Linked DNA regions of Mus musculus: region 2 is linked to region 1. Evidence: chromatin contacts called from public Micro-C data. All regions are on one chromosome and are shown on one strand. The core of a region is the stretch at or near the end of the contact, and the rest is flanking DNA. Distances in the headings are between cores, read along the strand shown. Region 1 has its middle 42 kb from the start of Gm25215. Region 2 holds the start of Kif5c (kinesin family member 5C).

The links. Hi-C and Micro-C count contacts between places; a contact is called where the count stands out from the background.
Region 2: a contact with region 1 is called in a Micro-C map of embryonic stem cells, with 1.5 times the contacts expected there. The contact joins the promoter of Kif5c here to the enhancer-like site in region 1. A contact is called at or near these places in 8 of 39 promoter capture datasets (the C10 cell line, cranial neural crest, embryonic stem cells and 3 more), 4 of 484 Hi-C or Micro-C datasets (bone marrow-derived macrophages and embryonic stem cells), 9 of 115 datasets of contacts at active chromatin or transcription factors (bone marrow-derived macrophages, embryonic hindbrain, embryonic limb bud and 3 more) and 1 of 9 other capture datasets (embryonic stem cells).

What each region holds. Positions count from the first base shown.
Region 1 is chr2:49,353,186-49,359,983 of GRCm38.p6, reverse strand. No RefSeq gene overlaps it. Among named protein-coding and RNA genes, the nearest start is that of Gm25215, 42 kb to the left of the region's middle. Within about 2 kb of position 3,938, at least 5 of the 459 cell types and tissues checked have an H3K27ac peak or open chromatin away from gene starts, as enhancers often do.
Region 2 is chr2:49,614,854-49,621,651 of GRCm38.p6, reverse strand. Kif5c (kinesin family member 5C) reads right to left here and starts at 2,366. Exons shown (of 26, transcript NM_008449.3): 1 at 1,865-2,366. The coding sequence starts at 1,990.

The DNA.
Region 1 (6,798 bases), core at 2,689-5,188:
AATATATTATTTCCTTGACGTATTCAAATAATATGACAGTTCAAGGAAGCTGCCAGCAGAGGGGGGCTGGGTGGCAATCGAGTGGAGAGGAAGAATGCTCAGGCCTCACAGTCGACGCCTTGGCTAATTCTCTCCCCAGCACAGCCTTTCAAGTAGAAGGTTAGAAGAAATCTATTTATAATAAAAGAATTAAGGTGCTTTCAGCCTTTATAGAGCATACTGTGAACACTCCTACAACCTTTTTCTCTAAGAAAAACCCTGGAAAGGAATATCTGTGTTGCCTTAATTCTCAATGGCCTTACTCTGTCTGGCTATCATTGTCCCCTGCAGTCTGTGAGTTCTGTCCCCACTCTATGGTCACTTGCCGATACTGTCTCTATGACGTACATAGAGAATGGCAGCCTTCTGTCCAGACCCCATTCTGATAATTACATGCAAGCTATCCTAGTTTGCTTTCTAACTATTCTTTCTTTCTATACACTATGACCAAAAGCAACATGAGGAAGAAAGGATGTATTGCATCTTACAGCTTAGAGCCCATCATGGAGAGAAGCCAAGACTCAGGGCAGGAACCTGGGTGCAAGAACTGAAGCAGAACCATGGAACACTGCTCACTGGCCTGCTCTTTTGGGCTTGCTCATCCACATTTCTTACACAACTCAGGACCCAATGCCCAGGGATGGCATTGCCAGCAGGAGGCTGGGCTCTCCCACACTAATCATTAATCAAGAAAATGCTCCACAGACGCATACAGGCAATCCATTGGGGGATAATTCCTCAACTGGGGTTCCTATTCCCAGATCACGCCAGCTTGTGTCAAGTTGACCAAGAACCCTAGCCAGCACACAAGCTTTGTTTGGAACTCAACTCTGTCTTAAACCAAGAGAAATCTCAGGAGAACCTGGCCTGTTAAGGTCCTGCCCTGGTCTTGAGGCCCTGGCTTAATTTCATGGGGGACTTTTTTGTGTGATGGGGCCATCTGCTGGTGGCCAGATGTTCAGGACTGTTTGAATAAAGAGAGGAGGCCATGAAGTGCTTCAATTTAGTGCCAAGACGGGAGCTGGATATTGTGGTCTCATCTTGTAAATGAGAGGGTGCACTGAAAAGCAGCTGCCCACAGGCGGTCAAGAAGCTCCTGGCCATAGAGCCCTAGGAAACCCCAGTCCAGAGAATGTGGAGATGTTGCGAGGTCTGGATGCAAATCTCTGTCTTATGTTCACAGGGTATATAGGGTCCCAAGAAGAAGTCGGTGCTTCCAGAATGTCCCCAAGAGGCTTCTTAAGTAGCTGTGCTCAGCAACCAGGTGTCCAAACAGAGCATCCTAGAGCGGAGAATGGTGTTTCTCCTCGGGGAGACTCTAGCAGTATTGGAAAGTGGGCGGAACTCACAGATGAAGCGCAGGCAGAGGTTGTAAAGAACTGCAGTTTAATGTTTCTTTTTTTATGTGGCCTTAAAAACACATCCTCAAAGGCTTGGGGAACTTCAGAGGAAATTTTTGTCTATCAAGTATTTAGTCATGGGATCTTTCTTTCTAGTGTATGATCTAAAAACAAAACCAACCAAACAAGCTGGAGCTTGCACGACACACACAATTAACTTTCCCCTCCAGAGTGGTGTCTCAAGAGGTGACACAGCAACTCTAAGATGCTCATGATATCTTCAGAACCATCTGTGGGGATGACTGGAAAGCTGTTCCCAGTGACACTTGTGACTCAGCTGCTTGAATCACCCATCTTATTCTTTAGCTTTGTCTTGGAATAATTCTTGTTTGATTCCAAAGACACACCCATTGTCAAATAAGTATTATCTTTCATCAAGCCTGTTTCTCTGTAGACTATACACTTCTTGAATGGATGGAACATGTCTGGCTTATCTTTGGCCACTCAAGCCCTGGCCAGGTGCTTCAGAGATGCATGAATGGTATTTGTTTCTGTGATGGCTCACTCCCCTCCACTGAGATGTTGTATATGCTGTCTAACCCAAGTATCAAAGGGTTTGCCTCAGAGCATACACCTTTAGTCCCAGCACTCAGTAGAAGCAGATGAATGGATCTTTGTGAGTTTGAGGCTAGCCTGGTCTGCAGAGTGAGTTCCAGGACAGCTAAAGCTACACTGAGAAAAAAATCAAAACAAACAAACATTTACCTTTACTTCTCAGTGAATTAAGTAGGTAATCTTTACTCCAAAGAGTATTGCTTTAAATCTTCCCCCACAAAGCCCATGGTAGATGCCTGTGGAACCAGAGCTAACCTGTTCACTTTGTTCGTCACACAGATTGGGCCATCAACATTTTCTCCTACACTGCTCTTCTTTGGGAAAGCACAAAGTGAAGATGAAAGACACGTGGAAGAGGAAATTGGCACTTGATGGATTGAATATATAGTCACTTATTTATTACACTTCTTAGAATTTGGTATAATTGCTTTGACTTTTGCAAGCTGGGAGAAGAGATTTCACTAGATAATGCTCTCAAGTGATGGTTACCATACTGTGTGTGAAAGTGAAGGTTCTAAACAAAATACGTTAAAAAAAAAATAGTTCCAAAGAACTGAATGGGATCTGGAGACCAGTCCCTGGTGGGAGGAGGCTGGGAAGCTGGCAAGTATTCCTTGGCCAGACCTTAAGTCAAACTCTTTGCTCCTAGGACTGGGAAAAGATCAAGTCCATGTGCAGTTCAAAGCCTATAGATGCCTGCGGAGCTTTTCTGGGCAGAGATTTCCAGGGTGAGGATTGGTGGGATTTCAAGTCCTGAGCTTGGGGAGCTCAGGGATTGGTGGGTTTCTGTAGAAAGTTTAGGGATTGGTGGCCTTTTTTCCATCCTCCTTTCCCTGCATTGGGCCCATGGGTCAGGAAGGGAGGACCTTCCTGGGCACAGGCAGCCTTAGCTGAGGCAGAGGAGCCGCTGTGGGAGGATGGAGAAGAGGTGGCCCCTGCTTTGACAGTTCCTGTGGCGGTACCTCACGGCCCGTCCTGGACAACGCTTTTATGTGTACCATCTGCTTCTCATAAAACCCACAAAGGAGGAAGGGCAAATAGTAGTATGCAGGTTCAGACTAAGAGCAGGAGGCGTCCAAGCAGATCCCATGCTACTGGTGAATGGCAGTGCTTAGCATCAGCTCTTCAGGTCCTGGCTTAGCATCAGCTCTTCAGGTCCTGGCTCAATTCATGTTACTCTGGGCTTGACTAAAAGAGCTATAGAAGAAACTTATTTTTTAAATAAAAGTATCAGGCTTCATCTATCTCCTACTGGGGAAGTCATGTTCCTACTTTTTGGTTGCTAGAGCCAGAGTGGAACAAGAGGGACCAGGAGGACTCTTGTCAGAGCGGAGGTAAGAAGCACGAAAGCATTTTGTGTTTATCTGAGTGGTACAGGGGTTCCAAGCTGGCTTGTTTGTTTGATGCTGAGTATTCTAAGGGACCATAATATCATTGTAAATATGTAAACCCTGTGCATAGATGGGTCTGTGTTTCTCCCAAACAGCAATATTTTTTTAGCAATCGTTATTTCTATGAAAATGCAAAATCTTCTTTGATACATGACCAAGGGATGTCTCCAACCTCCCACCTCCTTCTTCACCCCACCCCTCTGAGAAGTAAGAGCCTTTTGTTCTTCTACCTATAGATGAGGGCCATTACAGAGGTGGAGATCTCAGGCTTGGACTGAATAGCCCTTGATGAAGGGGATTTGGCCCAGGCCAGAGAGGCAACATGAATTTAGAGGCAAGTTCTTAGGAAAGGGGAGGAAACACCAGGGCCTGCTTCCTGGAAGTCCTTCCTAGAGCTCAGACTGTGCTGGGCCTACCCAGCTGCTGCTGCTTCTATTTCTGCTGTGTGGGACAATGGCGTTGGCATCAGAAACTGCTTTGCGGTCACCAGTTGCCTCTGAATCCAATGTTGACATCACCCCTAGGTGACAAGGACCCTCTTGTGTATGTTGCCATGGCAACCGCCACACACTCCCAGCGTGCTCCTCACCTGTGTGACTCACCTGTGTGCGGTGAAGCATGTGACTACGTCACAGCCCAAATAAAAGGCAGAGACCCCCAACTCCTCGCCCCTTCTTTCCCTTCTTCTTCTCTTCCTCACTCCTCCCCCACCCCCAATAAACCTCTTCTCGTGGGACTGTGCTGGCTTGGTGTGATCTGTCCGGATATGAGCCGCCTTCTAACACAACATTTGGTGCCTTGACTCGGGGATTGCTAGTAACCACCCAGGTTTGCCACCAACTCTAAGCCAAGTGTTTCTCTGCTAATGCTAATGCAACCTGTCAAAGTCACTGAACAGTTAAGGTTTTTGGTGTATCCCTGCCTTGGTAAATGAGTTTTGCTACTGTCATTAGATTCTAGTGTACTCTCTTGTCTAACTCAGATATGACCAGTAGATACTGTTCTCAATCTTGTCAGAAGTCTGCCAATTATGAACATTTCAGCTTATGACAGACAGAACCTCCCAAAGCCTAACAAAAGATCTCAGAGGATAATGGACATAGCTACAAGAGACTGCCTGGATTGTGGTATGATAACCACCGAGTAACACTGTGGGCAAAACTGGATATCCTAAGAGTCAAATGCCTCATATTGCCTTAAGTCAAGGTGGGTCGTTTCTCATTTCACATGTGTCTATTCCACGGGGGGGGGGGGGGGGGAGCTCTCCACATTCTGGGCTTGAAGTTGCTATGGAGACCACAGGGACCTGGGAACTGTTTAGGCAGTGGACTATAGATGAACTCTGTCATTTTTAATTAATACATGGCTCCTAGATTATAATTTATTCTTCCCCAGATTTCTGACCTCATTGACAGCTAAGCTAACAGTAGCTTGACAGTTAGAAAACAGACCTAGCTCCTTACTACTACACTAATAAACTTGTTCACTGGCTAAGACTGCCAGGTTTCTTACAGACTTCATGACAAATGATGCACAAGTTCAGATGTAAGCTTTCACAGGTGTAACCTGTCACTTCCTTACCTGAGCTCAGTTTCCAGCAACTAACTGCTTCATATTTCCTCTTCTTGCTATCCCATTGTCCTAACACTGACCAGCAGAGTTCTTAAGTATTGGCCTAACCCTAATAAGACATTCCACTATACGATCCAATGTATAATCACAAATTCAAAATTTAAGTTTTCTTTTTTTTCTTCTATTTTATTTTATTGATTTATTATATATTTTATTTATTTATTTATTTATTTATTATATTACAGTAAGTACTCTGTAGCTGTCTTCAGACACTCCAGAAGAGGGCCATCAGATTTCGTTACAGATGGTTGTGAGCCACCATATGGTTGCTGGGGTTTGAACTCAGGACCTTTGGAAGAGCAGTTGGTGCTCTTAACCACTGAGCCATCTCGCCAGCCCCCAAATTTTAAGTTTTCTTGATTGTCTTTTAACTAAGTGTAAAGTGTTTCATGCTGAATCTATAATATAAGCTATCATACTCAAATATAAGTTTCATTTGATTGTACTTTAACTATAGACTTAAGGTGTTTCTCTTATGATCAACTATATTCACAAGGTCAAGGTTTTGAATATTCTTTGTCTCTAAATTATAAACTTAAAATTGTTTCTCATTATGTATATTCAGTTTCCTAGACAGAAGGAAAAAGCCCTTCTTGTTCCTTCTGCTCCACGAAAGGCTTAAGGTTCCCCATAAGCTCATCTTAAAGACTGTTCATATTGTTAACTCATGTTCTTATCTCCTCTGTAAACTCATAAGCTACAGGAAACCCACTCAGTTCTACCTCTCATGGACCAAACAGACTCCAGATAAGTACATCTGCTAGTCAATAGCCTAAAGTTCCCACTTCCTACCTATTTCAGGGGGAGAGATTCCTCTCCCTGGAATTGAGACTCACCCCCAACCACCAAGACCTAAGGGTTTCAATTTTTTTTCTCCCAAACACACTTAACTTTATTCTCTACCTATAATGTGTGTGTGTGTGTGTGTGTGTGTGTGTGTGTGTGTGTGTGTGTGTGTGTGTGTGTTGTTAAGTCCAGGCACTTACTACATCCAGGACAGCTCAAGAGAAGCAACCCCCAGATGCTCCAGTCTTCTCTCACAGACACTTCTATTGGACCCATTCCTTCTGATCTATCCACAGATGGTTGCACAGACCCTGCACACCAAGGAAACAGCCAATTCTCCTAAGACTGGACCAATGTTCCCATACCCATTTTCCTAGGTTTCCTAGAGACACATTGCCCCCAAATCAGCAGGAAGTAGCTAAAGATCGCAACAAGCACATTCCTGTTCCACCATCACCTCTTTCTAATTTTTTTTTCTGTTTTAATTAAACCAAAACACGGGAATGTTAGCATTTTGTCTAGGTTCTGCTGCCCCACAGCTACCTGGCAACAGCCAGCTGTGCCTGACTCGATATAAAAGGGGCTGCTTGCCCCCCCTCTACTCCTTCTTGCTTTCTTGCTTTCCCTCTGTCTTCTTGCCCCCTCCTCTTCTCTCCCCGTTCCTCTCCCCCTCTCTCTCTTCACATGCCCATGGCTGGCCTCTACTTCTTTATTCCTCTACTTCCCTGCTCTTTCTTTCTGCCTTTCTCTGCCTCTACTACCCTCTCAACTCCCCTCCCCATGCCCTGAATAAACTCTATTCTATACTATACCATTGTGTGTCTTGTCCCTCAAGGGGAAGGGATGCCTCAGCATGGGCCCATGGAGGCACCCCTTCCCGCACATCTGATTGCACATCCACCAAACACATTCCTTCTCTCCTTATCTTTTTATAAAACACAACAAATGGGCCAAGTATGCTTGGGACCAGTGAACAACTTTCAGTGCGCACACAC
Region 2 (6,798 bases), core at 1,117-3,616, 260 kb before region 1:
AGAAGATGAGGAAGGTGGGAGAGGAGAAGGCAGAAAAAGGAGAGGGAAGCAGAGCTAGCTTTGAGAAACACTTCAGGCCCTTTAAAGCATGGAGAGAGAAAACAAAACACAAAACACAAGGTCACCCGAACATTTTCAGGCACTGAGCAATCAGTACTGTAAAAATTGTTACAAGCCAAGAGGGAGGGACTAGAAGTCCCTAGCAACTGCCACTCCTAATTGAACCACACCTCACTGAGGAAACAGCAGATCAGACAATGATGGGATCTCAGTCTACTTGTAACCCTAGCTCCAGGCTGCCATGGCTATCTCACTAACCCATATATGCCATTAAGTATAGAATTCCCTCATCAATAATTGTAGTGTACAGCTTTTCTGCAGGTTAACCCTAAGCACAGAGGAGGAAATCCCTGCCCTTCCCCATAGGTCAGATATCAGAATAAGTGGTTGCTCATCCAGAGTATTCAGAGGTCTGCGTTTTCCTATAACTGAAAACGGGAAGGAAAAAGATCATAGTCTGCAGGGAGTGGGAGGAGCCTTCTTAAACATAATACAAGACGAAGCCCCCAGGCCAGGGCTTGGCCTCTAATCCAGGATGGTGGAAAATATGACTAGCATCTGCTGGTCCAAGACCTTTGCAGCGACTGCAGCAGACAACCTTGCCAAAGATGTTGGGGACAGACTAAGTGAAGAACCGCAGGGTTCGCTCTTGAAAAAGGCTAGGTGTCCTCTAGCTATACACCCAGAAAGCTGTCACCTGTCAATCACTTGACCTAAATACAACAGTCACTGGGGGAATGGGGGGGAGGGGGTAGTCCGAGCATGCTCAGTGATGGAGATGACATCACTTAATCAATGCTGGAGACGGGAAGGCTGCATCAGCAGCCTGGAGCGGGATGCCAGGAACGTATCAGTGGGGACCTAGAGGCTCGCATTAACTCAGTCCCTCTCCACGCGGCTCGAATACAAAGAGGGCACCATGAGACACACACTCTAGGGAGAGCAGGTTAAGAAAGGGGGCGCGGACAAAACTAGTTTATTTCCTTTGGTGTACTCCCTTAAGAACTGTAAGGGAGTATTCCCTCCCTTTCCCCGTAGCCAGGCTGCAGAGAAGGAGCTAAGTTGGGGAAAACACTGTGGGAGGAAAGGTGGGGAAAGGTGATCAAAAGGGAGACTCTGGATTTGCTTAAGTAACTTCTGCTCTTGATACAGAGGGTTATTTGGGAACTCCCTCTCTTAGCAGATTCGAGAATCTGCTCTCCATCTAGAACGAAGCATATGAGTCTATCTGCAGACACTAGGGAGAAAGGACCTGGTGGGGGTGGGGGTAGTCCACAGAAAGCACAAATCCAGGACAATTGGGATGATAGGAAGCAGGAAACATAAGAGACCTCCCAGAGACACCAAGAGCACTCCTCACCTTCCACAAGAGAGCAAGGTGAAACCGCCTATGGAGGGCCCAGGAGATTTTGTTTTTCTTGCACCTTTCCTCCATACCTTTTTGACTAAGGTCTTGAGACAAATCGAACCCTGGAATGCCTGGATGCATCTGTGGGTTGTGGAGCTGACACTTTTGACCAAGACCTGGGCATCCCTACTTGCTGGCAAGCCTAAACACTGCCCACGCGGCGGCTAGAGTGGGAACAATAGGCCCACCCGAGCCCCCACCCGCGAACAATGGCGGACCTCGCACTCCCCCGCCGCCCCGCGCCACCACCGCCGCGGGGGAGTCACCAGGCAAGGGCTCTTTTACGATCCACCCGCGAACCCAGCCCCGCTGGGATGTCGGAGGTAGCGTCCGGAAGATCCCCACTCAGGCTATGGTGCAAAGCCGGAGGAGGGGCAAGACACCAAGGCCACTTACCCCGATCACCACCGTCTCCTCGCCTTTGAATTTGGGGATGAATTTGTCCCCGCGGAGGATCTCCGCTTCGTTGAGGGGCCGGAACCGGCACATCACTTTGATGCTGCATTCGGCTGGATCCGCCATCTCGGGCCGCAGCAGGAGGGGGCACAGGGATGGGGTGGGGGGCCCGGCTGGGCAGCGCCACCGAGGAGGCCGCGAACCAACCGCTGCCCGCTGCTAGGCCGCCTCCCGCAGCTTCTCAGCAGGTCATCTCAAGCCTGCGCTGGACGCCCCGCAGCTCCGCCGCCGGGAAGGAGAGCAGCGTATCAGGTGGGCCGCCCTGCTGCTGACCTCCAGCCCGGTCCTGCGCCCCCGGCCCACCTGCCCGCAACCACGAGGCGGGCGGACTAGGCGATGCTCAGGGAGCAATCCCCGCCCGGCTCAGACCTCCCGGGCTCGGTCGCGCTCAGCCATCCTGCATCAGCACCACCGTGCTCCGGCACCTCCAGGCCCGCCCCTCTGCCCCGCCTCGGCACGGTGACGTCACTGCAGAGATCCGCCTCACCCTGGGTGTAAGCGCGGCGCATCCCGGGACTTGTAGTCGCCACTCTACCTGCAGGTGGGAGGGCAAGGCTTGGATTAGCTTGAGAGGACCCCCGGGAACTGCAGGACTGATGGGGCTCCACAAGCCAAGAACAGAATGGAAGTCATAGTTAATATTCCCAGCTAAACTCTATAAAAAACCAGGTCACATCTTTTCCTGAAAGGAAAAATACTTATCAGCACAGTGTACAACTGAACAGCCACAGAGCGTTTCCCTGTGTTGTAGAGTTTTTGCAAGAGTCCTAGGGAAAGCAGGAAGGAAATGAGATTTGCATGGAAGCCAGTTATAAAGGAAATGCTTGAACATAGGTAATTCAAAATTGTTCACATCCGATCAAAATCAAGGATTTTATCACTGCAACGCTAAGTCAGAAAACAAATTCACACACCCACGTATTTAGCATGCTACTTTAGAGCTTGAGGGTTGAAGTCGGTTTTTTGAGTCCTAAGTCAGGAACATTTCAGTGTCGCGTGGCGGTGCATGCTTGGAATCCCAGCGTTCAGAAGGCAACTTGGGACAAAAAAATCCCAAAATCAAAAACAAGAAAAAAGGAAAAAGAAAACAAAAACAAGAAAAAGGGGGAAAGAAAACAGGAGCTCTGTTATAAGCAATCATAGATCAATTTCTAATGATGTTTAGAATCCTGCAGAAATGAACAGATTGTATAGAAGATCAAATCTAAGACAAGCCTAGGTTCTCATACAGGTCTCTCTTCTTACTGTAGGCTCCCTCCTCTCCTATAACATCCATGCTTACAATCTAACAGATTCTAACTGCTTGTGACTTCTTCTATTCCACTTGTCCTGCTTTGTTTCTGATATTGGCTCAGGGCCATTTGCCCTGCCGAACTGGTTCATTCCCATCCATCAATCAGTAAGTATCTCGGGGGCCCTATGGAAGATAATAGGAACATGGCCAAAGCCACTGAAACAAATGAAGAGCTTAGAAGAGCACAACTTGCTTTGCTATATTCAAGAAGCTACTAAACTGCCAAGCCAGAGAACAGGTAGATGCTAGGACTGCCTTAGGAACAATGGTCTTTGTACTGACTCTGTTCTTACTCAAGATCCATTCCCACCTATCAGCAAACTAAGTGCCAACAGTCTGTGGATGACATTCTCCAATTTAGATAAGGGTGTATGGGTTTTCAAAGAGTTTGAAACCTATTAGGGTAGGTCTATGCCATGAACTGGGGTTAGCCTAGCATCTACCTCTGGCACAATAACCTAGAGTCTAAAGCTTTGTAACTCTATGAAGGAACCTCGTGGTACGAAGTTTCCTGAAAGAAACCTGATGTATTCCCACCTCCCGGGAGAATGCATTGGTCCATAGCTGTGTCCATTTGGACTTTGTCAACACTAACTTTCAATCCTAAGACTTTCTAGAGAAGGATTTCCCAGATGGCCTGCAGCTGGTTGTCCTTACTTATTGTTCCAGGGTCCTTTCTGTATCACTACATCTAGACAGTGAATTCCTCCTTGCCTTTGCTCCATCTGAAGACAGAGTGCAGAGTAGGAAGCACACTGAGTGGGGAACTCCGCTGAGCATGGGTCCTTCCTCTGCCACTGTGGCCAGATATTTGCTTTCCTTCAGACCCTGTTTCCTATTCTCTGGCATTAGAATAGCAATATTGCCTTGCAGATTATTTTTTTTAACAAATTAAGAGCAGTATTACTTGTAATGTGTTTAGTATGGTAAAGCATTTAGTGCGTGCATGCGTGTGTGTGTGTGTGTGTGTGTGTGTGTGTGTATTATAAGCCAGATCTTAGGTAGTGTTATTCTTACTGGGTACTGAATAAATGGTTGTAAATAACAACTTCTTTAATTTTAGAAATAGACCTATTGCATACATCTAGTTGTACTCAAGAGTCCAAGTTTCCTGCCTACCCGAAAAGACAGAGCCACGGAAGTGAATGTTCTAAACCATTGTAAGCAATACCGATTTGATTTTCTCTCCTTGGCACAGCTGATGTACAGGAAAAGAAGTCTCTGGGGCTGCTTTCTCATCTGCATTGCACTAAGCAAGTCTCAGGCTCTGGCCTGCAGACCCTTTGTTCTTTGGGAAATCTGTGTCAAAACCTGCTTGAGAGACAGTGGGGTGTTTAAGAGGTGGTTTAGTCATTAGAAGGGGTTCAGAGGAGTCACAGAAGTAAGCCCTTGCTCTCACAATACTAGATTAGTTACCATGGGAGTGTTCACTACTAACCACATTCAACTTCCTCTGCTCTCTTTCTGGTTCTCTCTCTCTCATTCACTGTGTGACCTCGCCCACAGATGCTTACAGCAACAAAAACAAAACTAAAACTCAGTATACCGGTGATAACAGTCTAATGATTTCCTTGGGCCCACTAGGGGATGTGCAGAACTCCATATACACTCATTTCTTTGAGAGTGCCTGAACTGTGAATAACACAGGCTGCGTAGAGATCCACCCATGGGCCAACGGGCTCCCTCGTTGCTCATTATTTCATATCTTCAACCTATTCTATTCAAGCAAATAACCTTGTTTGTTACTTCCCAATTGCTAAGATGTATAAACTGAACCCATATCAAGGAGGTTATCATATGAATCCTATTTAAGAGGTCACAAGATACAGTGTGTCTGAGAAAATGGGCCAAGTAGGATTCAAGAAAAAATATGAAGGCCACCAGAGTAATGAGAAAATTTAATAAGCTTAACTACATAAAAATGTAAACTTTGGAGCCTGGAGAGATGGCTCAGAGGGTAAGGACCAGCTGTCACCCTAATGACCCGAGTGCAACCCCTTTCACTCACAGTGGTGGAAGGAGAGAACTGACTCCTGAGAGTCATTCATAGACCTCCACAGGGGCATCATAGCTGGCACACACACACACACACACACACACACACACACACACACACACTCACACACACTCAAACACACACATGTTCACACACACACACTCACACACTCACACACACACACACTCACACACACACATGTTCACACACACACTCACACACTCACACACACACACACTCACACACTCACACACTCACACACACTCACACACACACTCACACACACACTCACACACACTCACACACACTCACACACACACACACACACACACACACACAAAACATGCATAGACAAAGTAAAGAAATTAAACATAACTTACAACCTTTATGCATTGAAGAATGATAACAACAGCAACCACAAAAAAAATGCAGAACAAAAGAATTTTTAAATGATATATGATATGGGTTATCATATATACAGTATATAAAAAGAACTCCTGCAATTTACAACCAAAACCAAACAAGTTTGTTTTTAAGTTGCCAAAGGAATGGAATAGACTCTCTCTGAGGATGTACAAAAGACCAACAAGCGCATGAAAGATAATCATCACACATCATTAGAAAGGAAACAGCCAATTAAAGCTCTAAGAGTCATCCCTTAAAGCCGATTAGGATCATTATACCGCAGGAGAAAGGAAGAGAGAGGAGAAACAGGGCGACAGACAGGGAGACAGGGAGGAGGAAGGAGAAAGAAAGCATTCACAAGATGAAGATGAAGAAATCTAATCTCCTGTGCACGGTTTTTGGGGAAGAAAAAAAAAAGGTAGAACTATTGTGAAGAACAGCATCAACCCCTCAAAAATATAAGCATAGAATTACCATGCAGCCCAGGGGTTCCATTTCTAAGGTCATGTTCCCCAGTCAGCTCATAGTCAGGAATTTGTACAACAGTGCTCAAAGCAACGTGACTCACCAAAAGATGAAAACAACCCAGTGTTCATCCCTGACAAATGTATAAACATAAAGTGAAATGTTGTTGTCTTTTGTTTTGTTTTGTTTTGTTTTGGTTTGGTTTGGTTTGGTTTGGTTTGGTTTTCGAGACAGAGTTTCTTTGTGTAGCCCTGGCTGTCCTGGAACTCACTCTGTAGACAGGCTGGCCTCGAACTCAGAAATCTGCCTGCCTCTGCCTCCCAAGTGCTGGGATTAAAGGTGTGTGCCACCATGCCCAGCCTGTTGTTGTCTTTAAAAGCAAGAAAATCCTGACACATGATGCAACATGAATAGGCCTTGAAGATTCTGTGTTAAGTAGGATAACCAGTGACAAGATAACAGGCCACTCGGCGTTCCTGGGTCCCCTCCCTGAAGATACCAAAAGGAAGCTGAAATTTCTTATAGAAAATGGCATCATTTTCAAATACCACCTATATGCATCTTTCTGTGTACTTTAATTCATCTCTAGGTTGCTCTTTTTTTTAACTTTTTATTGGTTCCCTATGCATTTCACACCGTACACCGCCATCTCACTCATCTCCTCACCCCCTCATTCCCAACCTCTCCCCTTAAAATCTCTCCCCTCACGAAGAA